Regions from separate parts of the Anas platyrhynchos genome. Here region 1 is linked to region 2. The links are chromatin contacts, called in public Hi-C maps. All regions are on one chromosome and are shown on one strand. The core of a region is the stretch at or near the end of the contact, and the rest is flanking DNA. Distances in the headings are between cores, read along the strand shown. Region 1 holds the start of GLYCTK (glycerate kinase). Region 2 overlaps LOC119718254 (a long non-coding RNA gene).

Region 1 (6,503 bases), core at 2,123-4,622, 88 kb after region 2:
CATCATTCTGGGTTACAGACTCACAGCCACAAGCCTCCTGGTTGAGTCTCAAGGACCACTGCACGTCCCCACACCATTTCATTCTGAAACTTCCCAGTATTCACTCTTAAGCCCTCACAGATGCAGCCAAGCCTCTTGGTTATGCTTTTGAGGCAACCTGTTACAGCAGTATTTCTTGATGCAGAACAGGTTAAAAGAGAGCCACTGTTTAGTTGTTTACACTTTGAAATCCAAGTGGAATCTCATGTCCAGAATTATCAGATGTTCGTGAGGAAGCAGCACAGTTTTCAAGCTTGTCTATGCTCTGACTAGACATGACAAGAGAATCTGTCTTTCAAGGAGATGATCACGTCCTGTCAGCTCTTTGCTACACATCACCGTTCAAACTGTCCCAACGCATTCAGAAACTGAAGTTCATTTCTGCGGGCTTACTTATGCTGACAACACGATTCTCATATTGGTATGGCATATGCCTGAACGGCAAAACAAAGCAAGCCAGGTGAGTGCATACCTATACCATAACTAAACACAGCTGCTTTTTTAATTCAACCAACAGAACTCTTCATAACAAGGTGGGAGGAGTTGTCACTTTTACATGGGAAAAAGTTTTAACTCTCAGACCATTTGCTTAAGTGGGGTACGGCGTACCCAAACCCAGCAAACAGGAAGCTTGAGTTCCATGGCCTTGAAATGCTCGCTTAAGATAAAGAAAAAAGAAACCTGCAGGCCTGAAACCACCAACTGCTCACAACAACAATCATTCACAGCCTCAGCTTTTCACCGGGAAAGTGTGCCCTGCATCCCTAGGTACCTCTCAAAATCACTTCAATGTTGAAGTCAATTGACAGTACTGGAGCAATTTTCAAATTAATTTTATAACCTCTAGAGAAACACAACCTGAAACCTGAGTTACCTTGATGGAACGTGTCCGCCCTGTCCCCCTGCAGCAGGAAGCCATTGATCTTCTACATTTAATTAAAGCAAACCCTCTCACTGTAAAGCATGTATCATTACTAGATGGACATGAAAGCACCAAATGCCTCCCAACCCATCAAACTATTCTTTACAGGTTTGAAAGGGGAAAAGCAATCGATAGTATCTACATTAACATCACTCAAACCTTCTACTGTTGTATATAATTAGGATCTAGAATGCAACCCATGGCAAAAACCATCCATACAACATCACCTACTCTTACAAAAATGAAAATGAAGTCATTTCAAGTAGAAGTTCACTGTATCAGACCAGGAACAGCAACAAGTTTCAACTGAAGATCAAGCAAACTAAACAAAGGCATAAAAAAAACCTGTCAAAACAGTCTATAAAATTGAGAATATGCAGGATGCAATATTTCAACCACATTAAGCTTTGATTTGCTTGAAAAAGCAGGAGGGTTGGGAGTACCTGGCTAACTAGAAAATACATGTTACACTGACACATCTACCACCTGCTACTCCCAGACACTTCTTTTTCACTCTCTGTCCTTTTCACTCTCTCTCCTACAGTACACACACTTGTTTTCCTTTCACTTTCTGCATGGATGTGATGCTGCCTAGTCTGATTGTACCCTCACCCACTCACCCACCCACAAAGAAGTCACCAGTAAATTAAGTCTCTAAACCAAGCAGCACATATAAACAAAATGTAAAAGAATTTAAAGAAGCCAAGTGCGTATTTGTACCAGTGAGAAAATGCAATCTCTAGTCTTAGCTTTGCCTTGCATCACCCCCAACTTTTCATTGCTATTGCATGGTACATCAAAAAAACAGCTCGGCATCTAGGTTCCCTTTAGCTTCCGATCCGCAGTTCCAGGACCAGCACCATTCTCTGCTACAGCTTTTACTGAAAACCATCATTAAAACCATGCCCATTTCTTTTTTTTTTTTTAAGAACTTTGAATTATCCAAACATTGAGTTTTTAATGGAATAATAACATCATTTGGATCCATTTGCTCCATCTCTTACAGAATGCAAATGTCTTTTGTTTACTTTCCAAGACATAAACTACTAATGCATACTATTGTTTGTCTCGCTTGCATGCTTTTATCTTCTGAACAGCAGCACCATATCTCTATGGCTGTGCAAATTTCTGGAGTTTTACTTATAAATCAGGACAACCATCTCATGAAAGAAAGAAAACTGGGTAATTCTGTTCAAGGAGAAACAAACACATCTTAGTCCATCTGCATAAAGTAGTATCAGTAAGTAAACATCTTACTTGATTAAACTGACATTGAATAGTGTTTGGGGATGTACATTTCAAGTGTGCTTTACAGAGAAAAATACAACTATCAGAAGACATTCGGAGCACAGGAAACCACCTTTATGCACAACAGTCCCAGGTGCCACCTGGGCACTAGGCTTTACTGAAAATACCGCCAAGCTTTTGTAAAGTATGGTGAACACACATCGCAGCTTCTTGACTTTTTAGTTTGCTTACCCAACAGTCATATGAAGCTGATCAACACAAGGCATCCACACACTTCTCACAGTGATTGCTACTGTTTTAATGCGCGAGACTTACAGCAGAAGAAGCCTGAGAATTCAGTTTGCATCCTTGCAACAATCCGTTGTCCTGGAAACGCGACTGGATTCTAACCCCCTCAACTTCAGCGCTATTTAGTGAACTCTCTATCACACCTGGGAAATTACCAGCTCCAGCCTAATTACCAGCCCCAATCTAGCAGGGATAAGGCACAGAGACACCCACCAGACTGCTGCGCTCCCATCTCCTCACCCCACTTCACCCCTTTACCCAATGTCTCCCATCGCGTATCGCCACCCTGCTGCTTCCCAGCCTCAACTAAAACCACCACAAGAAGAAGCGAGGAGCAGCAGAAGCCCGTGGGGAGCCCCGGACCCCCGGCGGGGCCGGGCCCCGTCACTCACTTTCCCTCCTGGCAGTCGTAGAGCACGATGGAGTCGTCGTCGCTGCTGGAGATGACGGTCTCGCCGTTGGGGCTGAAGTCGAAGCAGTTGATCTTGTCGGAATTCTCGCGGAACACCTTGGCCACGCGGAAGCTCCGCAGCACGTTGTCCGTCAGCTTCATCGCGCTGAGGGCGGCGGCGCTCAGGGGGAGCCGGGCGGGGCCGGGCCGGGCCAGGCCAGGCCGGGCCGGGCCGGGCCCGGCGGTGTTACGATGAGGAGATACGGGCCGGTTCGAGCCTTACCGGGCCGAGCCGGGCCAGGCAGAGCCCTGAGGTTTTATTATGCCGTGCTGGGCCGGGCCAGGCCGGGCCGGGCCGCTTCAGGCGGCGGCGAGGCGGCTCCCCCTCATTGTGTCCGCCATCTTGCTGCAACGCCTGAGGGAGGGGCGGCGCGCGGGGCACCCTGGGGGAGAACGGCGGGGCGCGCGCACAGCCCGCTGGGAATGAGAAGGTCACCGGGGGGGGGCCCGGCGGCCATCTTGAGAGTGGCGGGCGGGACGCGGCTGGCGGGCACTGGGGGCTCCCTCACGGCTCCCTCACGGCCCCTCCTGGTTTGTGGGGGAAATTAGCGGAGAAATGGGGTTTTGGGGGGTTAAAAAAAGCGCAGTGGTTGCCCTCCGGGGGGTTCTGCACTAAGGGGTCGGGGTTGGTGCGGGCTGTGGTGTGTGCCTGTGGGGGGGGGGTGCCTCCTGGATCTCCGAGAGCAGTTTGTCCTCTTTAAACCCGTCGTTGAAAATGTGATGGATTTCTCTTTTAAAATTTTATCTTCGGTTTTATTATTGCACTTTTTTATTGCTCAGTATATTTAATTCTGCGACAAACTGGCCTTCGCAGCAATACAAGTGCCGTAGCACCACAGGCTCATGAGTGGCAAACACAACCTCTAAGGCAGACAGCCTGGGGTGTGAGGTAGGTGTCCAGGTACAGGAACCTTGGGGTTGTCATTTAGCCATCACAGATGTTGCCGCCAGCTTCTGTTCATGTTTTTATACTTCTGACGCCTCAAAGAGTTATTCCTGGGGTGAGAAGAGAGAGGTGAGAAGAGCGGTGAGAATCTCCAACCACCACGAAGATTTCCAGCACCCGGGTATTTTAGAAGAAAACCAGGTCTTTTGTTGTGTCAGTCCCCAGGAAACTTAGACTCAAACCAAAACAAACAAACAAACAAAAAGAACAAACAATAAGAACAACAACAAAAAAAAAAAAAAACACACACAAACCAAAACAAACAAACAAAAAAAAACACCACCGCCAAAGCCCCAATCACTTCATAAATGTCAACTGCATTTTCCTTCCGTAGTCTCCAGAACGGTTTGCTTCAGAATAAGATTGCCCTCTTGTGGACAAACAACAGTAAGCCTGGGAGCTGTTGTCAGAGGGCTGTTCACATGTCAGACACGTTCAGTTATTTTACGTGCATGTGTGATTTAGTCAGTGAAATGAAAGTCTTCTCTGAGATAACTTGCTCTTACCACTTGTTTCCTACGGCTCACCGTTACAGGTTTTGACATCTAGCCTGGTTCACCCCTTCATATTGTGATCTGGTCGGCCTGTCAGAATGATTCACTGAGCTTTACTCTGGAATGGACGCGAGATTTTAACACTGGAGCTTAGGGAGACCCAAAAGAAGACACATTCATTACTTCAGAGGGTCTCGGAGTCAGCTACTCCATTACAGGTCAGTTTGAAACCTACAATCGATTTTAATGTAATGAAAGATTTCAGAGAAGTTCAGAACAGCATGCCTCTTGCACACTGTAAACTGCATGATGAAAGCCTGGATTATCTCATGTGGGCCCAGAAGATGACTCACCAATACCATCATAAGACAATTTACTTCAAAACACCTACAATACTTAGCCAAGTTTTAGAGTTGTATAACACCGTGGGTTGTTGATTTGATATTTTGTCACTCCCTTTTTATTCTTTCTTCTGCCTTTCTTCCCAATCATTGGAGCTTAGTTTGTCAGTTTATACGAAGCTGGAATTTATCTGGCAGGATAATTGGATCTCCTAGCAAAATGTCACATTAGGTAGGAAGTATGGATGATGCCCTTGCAAAACTAGTTAATAGAAAAAAGGCTTAATTGCTGCTTGAGTAATATTGATCAAATGCAGTCATTCTACCTATGCATTTCTATATTAGGTACCACTGTAACCTGCACAATACAAACAGTCCCACGCTCACATTTGCTCAGATGGGTGGATGTTAATTTCCTAGAGATGTTTCTGGAAACAATGCTACTCAGGTGAATAAATTTTTGTTGGACTCTGCTGGGAGCGATGATCCTCAGTGGGTGACAGTTATGACTGAAGGCCTGTGCAGAGAACTTGTGTCCCACAATTTGGCATCTCTTTATGGGCTCTTGAAGCTAAACGTGATGCTCTGGAGTCCCTGCGGTTATCTCTGAGATTAACTTCTGAGATTATCTTCTGAGATTGTGTATAATCTCAGAAGTGGTGGTGGAAGGGACCTCTGGAGCTGCCTGCTCTACCCTCCGGCTCAGTGCCAGACAATCACCAACACAAGGCTAGCTTGACCATGGCTTTGTCCAGCCAAATCCTGAAAGACTTCTAGCTCAGAGACCACAGCTTCTCTGGGCAGCCTGATCCAGAGCTGTGCTATGGTCACTGTAAAGAACATTTTGCTCACATCCAGCGTGAACATCCTGAGTCACAAATTGTGGCCATTTAATACATTCTGCCACTACCAAGAAGGTTTCATCTCCGTTGTCTTCATAACTACCTTTCAGGTAGTTGTAGCTGCTGGCAGATTGCTTCTAAGTTGGTTCTCAGCCTGTCCTGATACACAGAGATCCTGCCTCAGCAGCAAAACCTCGTACTTCTTGCTGAGCGTTGTGAGGTTTCTGTTGGCCCTGACCTAAAGTTTATCATCATGGTGCCTCTGGAAGGTGTTTGCACTATTCAGTATGTCAGCGCTTTCCCTAAATTAAGTCAGCCACAAAGTTACTGAAGAAGCACTCTTTGGTAACTGTGCCTCCAGCTAACTAATTAATTGTAGTTTTATATATACAAAATACATATATACACATATATAATATATAGAATATATAATTAGTTCTAATTACTAAATACTTAGTGCCCTCAGGTTACTAATAAAGCAATGGGACGACACAAATCCCAGCAGAGACCCAGGTCTTCCCTGTTCATTACTGGCTGTCATCTGGACAGAGAATCACTGATGGCTGCGCTCCGAGCCCAGTGGCTGAGCTATTTTTCAGCCAGCATAACAGGGCGTTTACCCAGCCCAAACTTCTTCAGCTTGCTAATGAGTGTGGTGTCAAAAGTCTCACTGAAGTCAAGGTAGATCACATCTGCTGCTTTCCACTTTCCCCACAGCCTGTCGTCTCAGCCTAGAGGGCAGCTGTAATTGTCATCCTGACTGATTAATATTCCTGGCTCTCTCTCCTCATGTTACTTCCACCTAAAGAGCTCATATTTTTTTTTGCTGTTAGTCCCAAAGACTGTGACCTTTTATTTTGCAGTACTGAATTTTGACCCTTTTCATCCATTTCAGTCCTCAAGGCAGGCAACTTTTTTCCTTCTCTAGAATA
Region 2 (6,444 bases), core at 1,643-4,142:
TTTAGTACCTAAAAATCGGGTGTTGGAGCTCTAAGAATTATTCTTAGATAATTCTAAGATTATTCTTAGATAATTCTATTTCATGTTCAAAAATAGAGGTTTTCAGCACTAAAAATGAGGTTTCAGACGCTAAAAAGGTGTGTTTGGATTTTATAAGGAGGCTTTGGCATTGGAACCTAAAATGATGCTTTGAGACCTAAAAATGGGTGTTTGGACTCTAAAATGAGTCTTTTCACACTAAAATTCAGGCCTTGACCTGTAGAATGAGGCTTAGGTCAGTAGAAAGGAGGGTTTAAGGCTTTTGGTCCTAAACATGAGTCCCTCATTGAGATCCTCCAACTGGGGGCTTTGGAACCTAAAATGAGGCTTTTAACTCTAAAAATAAGGCTCAGTGTCGTTTCTGTTACATCCAGCAACTGGGAGCTGGCCCAAGCAGTCACAAGGTGGCGACTGCGGTCCGCGTCTTCATCCTCTGCCTTACCACCACATCCCACAAACTCAGCCTTTCCTCTCGTAATTTCCTCCCCTTCTGGGATAGCAGGCGTGGATATTTACCATGGAAGGCATCAGACCGAGACTAGGTCTTGAGTTTCAGACCATAAAGATCTCACGTTACCCTATTGCGTTGTCCTCCCGCAGTGAGCTTCTGTCTGAAGGGGGCTGGCTGTCCACGAGGCTGTTAATCCCACAAATGCTGTAACGAAGACGTGTCCCATAGTGTCTGTAGTGCGACGGAGGTGGAACAGCTGACCATATAATCCATCAAGGCCACTCAAAACCTATCATTGGAGAAACTTAGGAATACAACGTTCATAGAAATCAAGAAAATCCTTCTGCTTTTCTTGAAGCTAAAGAGCCTTTCTCCCCCACTATTATATCACAAATATATATGTTGTTATATATTATATATATATATATATATATAACTGGAAGCATTTTCTAGGGAAATGTGCTTGGCTGATTAGCAGTAACACCAACAGGAGCCCATAGTAAGCAAAGTCCTCCTGTGGGCACTGAGACATGCAGGTGCTGTATGAACAGGTAAATGGAAGCAATGCCATTTTCAGATCATTGCCTCCGATAAGTAGGCCCAAACACCTTTTAAGGCCTCTTTTTCTTGGGTGGCTATCTAAGATGTTCTAAGAAACTAAAGCATGACATTACAAAGGAAAGTGGGCATGAGATTTTCTTCCTGGGATGACTTCCCATGTGGCATGTGTTAAAAATCAAGCATGGTCTTTGTTGCAGTATACAGTGGCTCAGAGAAGCACTGAAGCCTACTCCTACATACCCAATCTCTGACTCTTCTGCAGCCCCTCCACCTCTGACATGTACCTGAGACAAGGCTCTGGTGGTTCACAGTCCACATGTGGTAGACAGAATCAGGACAGAGCTGCAGCTGCTCCTGAAAGGAACAGCTTTTGGGCTTGAAAATGAGGAAGCCAGGGGTGTAAATACAAGGGATAGAAACAAGTTCCAGACCCTTTCCAATTCTACTTTCCTTTCTCACCATTATATGGCAATTCCCTGGGGGTGGTTTGTATGACCATGAATCGGGATGAGAAGCCCCAGGACCTGCTACCTCTATCACAGTGACCAACAGCCCTGTGCTGGCAGCACAGTTTACGGGTGGTTGTATCCAAGGCAGCAGGCAACCACGTTGGGTTGAAATTACAGCTAACCTTTGACTTCAATCCCAGTTCAGAAAGCACTGAACTTCTTGCTAGAGTGGGTCTAAGTTTGGCAACTAAACTGAATGTTTACCTTCAGTATTGCAAACCCCTCTTTTCACGTGTCCTACTAATACTTAAAATACTGAACATGCCAGTCTCTGTTCATACTTTTGCATCATTAAGAATATGCCAACTGGGGGATAGTGCTAGGCTTTAAACAGCCATGGTGAAACCATTTTTTTATGCAAAAGCTGAGGTTCTGAATGAGATCAGTGATGGGGAGAAATATTTGCAGCGTAAAGAGGAGACACAAAGAGAAGTGGAGTTGGTCAAGGCAATGCCTTCTATCTAAGGTGGAACCAGCAACTGCTCCCAGGCCTCCCAGTCACTAGCAGCACTCTCAGAGCAAGGTCATCCTGTCTTCCACGGCTGTTTGGTGCCCCATCCCAATACACCTTGAAGATGGACACAGGGGCTCAAGCAACCAACCCTGCAATGCTTCGGAGGGTGTCAACCCAAGCAGCTGGGATGGGACAGATGCACTGTTATTGCCACTTTCCATGCAGAGACCATAGCAGAGATTTAAGCAGCCTAATCAGGCAGCTACAAGGAACCAAAAATCACAGGTAAAGATCAACGTAGTTGAGACTTGCTGTGCATACTTCCCTCATTGCTGTTGGGAAAGGAGGCAGCTCCAGACAGCTTTGACACCCCAGAAGAGATTCGGCCTACCAAGGTGGGAAGCTCAGCTGATGGCAGTGATGGTCCCATTGCTTCCATGGGTAGATATTGCTTGAGATTTTCTCTCCTTCTAATGAATTCATCCTCACATCTGCGCCAAACCCATTTGTTCATAGCCCATAGTCGTGTTTTTTTGTTTGTTTGTTTTTTTCCCTCCCACCTGCCTTTCTGATTACCTTCCTTCCTTAGGGAATTAAGAAAAATGACAGTGGGACAAAACCTTTACCTCAAGTAAATCTCTCACTGTCCCACTTGCAAATTTGCTCAAGCAAACTGGGAGAGATTTGGCCTGTGAAGGTTAAGTGGGGGAAGGAGAGGGGAGAAGGCTCTGTCTGTATCAGAACTGATCTTTGCTGCTGGGTTACAACTAGACAATGAAGCAAAAGCCAGCAGAGTTTGAAGAGGAAGCTCAGCCAAAGGTCACTAGGCTGTCCTTAGAAACTCGTTATCAGAACCTTGAAAACAGGGAGGAAGGTCATATGAGCTGACTGTAGCAATAACCAGAAAAGGTTGACTGAGTTGGGGGAGCTTATCATGCTCATTCATCTAGTTCAAATGACGAGGAAAGGGTGACAAGGGGACAGAGACTTCCTGACACAGGGATACAGCTTACCCTGGAATGCCAGCAGGATACACTGTCACTTTTTGTGTGAAGGTCTCGGTGCTTTCGGCCAGTTATTCAAGAGATATAGAGGGAAGGGAGTTCAGACATGCCTTTTGCCAGAACTGGCCTAAAGGAGCAGAAAGATTCAGAAGGGAGAAATCCTGGCAAGCTGAATCTGGGCAGAATCTCATTAGCATCTTTCTGGTCACCTGTGAAGTTGTCCCTGACCACTTGCACTGTTTCTAGCATCTTAAGGCAAAGTAAGACCTTCAAATCTGTTGTATGAATGTAAATCAAAACCACCTTAAAAATATTTCCTAATATAGGTGACCCCAGATGTGGAGCTGCTCCTTCTGGATACATACACCTCTTTTGTCCATGGGTTTCCCCCTTCTGTGGCATGAATAAGACCTTTCTTCTCCACATTACAGGCTAGCCCCAAACACTGGCTCCAGAGGCGTTTGTTTTATTTAAATTTAGGTGCTTGCTAAGCAAATGGAGTCTCTCCGCTGATGTCACTGACCAAGTACACGCAGCTGCTTTCAGTCGCTGAACTTTGTTGTTTCCTACAGGGGTGAACAGAGTTCAGACTTGGCTGAACTCCCGAATGCATGAACCCAGACAGCACGGAGTTCAGCACCAGGCAAAGGTGTGCTGAGTGCACAGGAATGTAGTGGAGACCTCTGGGGCAAAGAGTTCCCTGCTCACAGGGCCATCACTGAAGAGACCCTGTTGGTGGGACAGGACTGGCCAGAGTGGGTAATGCTGCACCATCCAGCACCACCTGAGTCCTCAGCATGCAGATTAACAGAGGGTAGGAGGATGTCGAGCTTTCTGCAGGAGCTCCTGTTGGGAGCACTGAGTTTGATCAGGTGAGCACAGATGAGCACAAGCCTGCTCCTTGCTGTAAACCTTTATGCACCAGTGGTCTTGCACCTCCAGAGGACCTAGGGATGCTGTTTGCTCTCCTTTCTGCCCACCATAGAGGGAAAGAACAGTTCAGCACAACCAGGGGAGACTACAGAACAAAACCAAGCATCTGTTGCGTTTGCTGCCTTTGCATACTGAAATGAAAGATTCAACAGAACATCTATTAGCAGGAGGTCATGGCAGCCTTGTCTCAAATGAGCATTAACTCCGTAGCAACCTCCTAACCATCTCCCCTGCAGCTTCTTTCCCCTCTCTTAGCGGTACCATAACAACACGTGCTTGTGCTGGGATGTGTTGCTATCACCACTAAAGGGAAAGCAGGAACATTAAGGTCACAGCACTATAAGAACAGTGTTTTCCCTTCCTTTGACGTTTGTGTTGTATCTTTACAGTAGATCCCCTTCCCTGACAACCAAGCTACAGCAATTTGAAAGGTGGCACAAGCAACAGAAAGAATTATTTTCATATAGTTGTTGGCCAGCTTGTGATCCACTGGAGAAATATCTCAAAAGCCTTGGCTGCATTTTTATTTTTTAAATCAAGCAAAATTCTCCCACCTCTAAACACTGCAGGACTGCACTGTAATTTCTAGTCTCCCCATCACTGATTATATTTGTGCTGCTGGAGAAGCCTAAGAGCTAGTGGAAGATCAACATCTCCCCCCACTCTGAGCTGCAGATCAGTCCTTTAGAGGAGCCCAGCATACCAGGATGAAGCTCCGACCTTTCGGAGCGCTCCCACCTTTCAGAGCACTTTCTCCTGAGGACTGGCTGTGTTGTGACCTTCCCGCTTTGACTTTTCCAGCCTCAGAGGAGTTTAACCAGGAGGAATATGTTTGGCCTTATATTAGACAAGAAGGGGAAGGGGGTGCATGAGGAAGCTTGCCCCAAAATACCCTCCCTGGGTTCGAAGAGCTGGCAGCAGCTCTTGCTGAGCCAGCTGTATGTCTTTGACACAGGCTATATTGACCCAATGCTCTGGGCACTGGCACAACGCTGATAAAATTCTTTCAGGCCAGAACCTAAAGACCTGCGAACAAGGACTCCCCGTATGCCCCAAGATCTGGAGCTGAAAAAGCTCCCCTGTAACAAACTAGCTTTGCAAAAGGGTTGCAAACCCTTCTAATGAGCAAGGAGAGAAGTTTCCCATGCTGAAACACATCACAGCAAGCATTTGTGTATCATGAACCCTCTTCATGTCAGCAGGAGTGATGCAGAGAAGCAGCCTGTCCTAAGCACCAGCTGAGCTCGGAAACAGTGCTAAAAACAGACTTGCCACTATCATGCCAGAAAATTAAGAGCTTGGCAACAGAGGGAGATTCACCGGCAGCAGCACAAACATTTCCCATACAGAACGCTTTATTTCTACACCTGGGTCCTTCAAAACCCACTGGACTGCACTGCAATAGAGCTTTAATAGTATGAGTACTGGGAAATGAGAGGAGCAGAGAGTTTCAATTAATTTCAATCTCCAATGCGCAACAGTGATTCAACCAACAAGCCCATTCCTTACGTGTTCAAACCCTTGAAAAGGGTCTATATTGAACTTTTGGCTTTCACTGCACATCCAGAAACTCCTCAGCAATTTAAGTTTGCTGCAAGGCTGAAGTTCCCCGAGTGTTTACACAAGCCAAGGAACAGCAAGCAATGTGCAGTACCTGCCAGCAGGACAAAGCCTTCGGGGTGGAGCACCGGGACCCAGAGATTGCAGCCACCTCTCCTAACTCTGCCTTCAGGAACTGACTCATTCCTTTTTCTCCTGGGAAAGCACAGATGGGAAAGCAGGAGCTGATTGTCACAGGAAGATGGAGAAGTCAAAGAGCAGTGCTGTCACTGTCTTCGGTTTGAGACGTGCTCCTGCTAAGGTGCAGGAGAAGTCACCGTCCCCTGCAGCACCTCAGAGCAATTTCCTTTCCACTACAAGCCAAGCAGCCCTGTATCTCTTGGTCAGGTTCCCTCCCTCTTGGAGAGCAGACACATTCCTTTGCCACTGCCTCTCAGCTCAATGTCAGGTCTGCAATGTGCCTGGCAGATAAAGCAAGCCCTATCAAGACCAAGTGCGTTCTTCTCTATCACTGTACCTTGATCCATTGTACCAGATCTTTTTTTTTTTTTTTTCTTTTTATCAGCTCCTGGAGCTGTGGGAAGCAGCTGTAACTCATGGTCTGTGGGAGGAAAGGGCAGCACATCAAGCATCTCAAAAATAGAGAGAGCAGAAAGATTAGACAGGCTAGACTCAAACTAAGTGAGGCAGACAAAGCCCATAACCCCTGCCAGGAGGGTGAGCAATGCAAACAGTGGATGCCTATATCTAAAGAAGAGATTTTTTTTTTCCAGTCACAGCAGAGGAATGTGTTTTAAGTAGCTGCCTCTTGGCCTTTTGTTTTGTTTACTCCTCCAAAGACAAACACCAGTGTGACGCCACATCCAGCTTTACTGAAGTGCAGAAGGAAGTAGCTGGGAAGGAAGGGCAGATCACAATGACAAAATCCAGGCC

What was found. Hi-C and Micro-C count contacts between places; a contact is called where the count stands out from the background.
Region 1: a Hi-C map of subcutaneous adipose tissue shows a contact between it and region 2, with 2.3 times the contacts expected there. The contact joins the promoter of GLYCTK here to the enhancer-like site in region 2. A contact is called at or near these places in 2 of 8 Hi-C or Micro-C datasets (skeletal muscle and subcutaneous adipose tissue).

The regions. Positions count from the first base shown.
Region 1 is chr13:12,862,011-12,868,513 of IASCAAS_PekinDuck_T2T, forward strand. GLYCTK (glycerate kinase) reads left to right here and starts at 3,373. Exons shown (of 7, transcript XM_027467789.3): 1 at 3,373-3,479; 2 at 4,430-4,606. WDR82 (WD repeat domain 82) reads right to left here and starts at 3,300. Exons shown (of 9, transcript XM_027467794.3): 1 at 2,890-3,300. The coding sequence starts at 3,050.
Region 2 is chr13:12,774,034-12,780,477 of IASCAAS_PekinDuck_T2T, forward strand. All of the region lies in intron 1 of LOC119718254 (a long non-coding RNA gene), which reads right to left. It overlaps LOC113845068 (a long non-coding RNA gene), which reads right to left. Exons shown (of 2, transcript XR_003500301.3): 2 at 1-6,444. Among named protein-coding and RNA genes, the nearest start is that of ALAS1, 17 kb to the right of the region's middle. Within about 2 kb of position 2,893, at least 5 of the 8 cell types and tissues checked have an H3K27ac peak or open chromatin away from gene starts, as enhancers often do.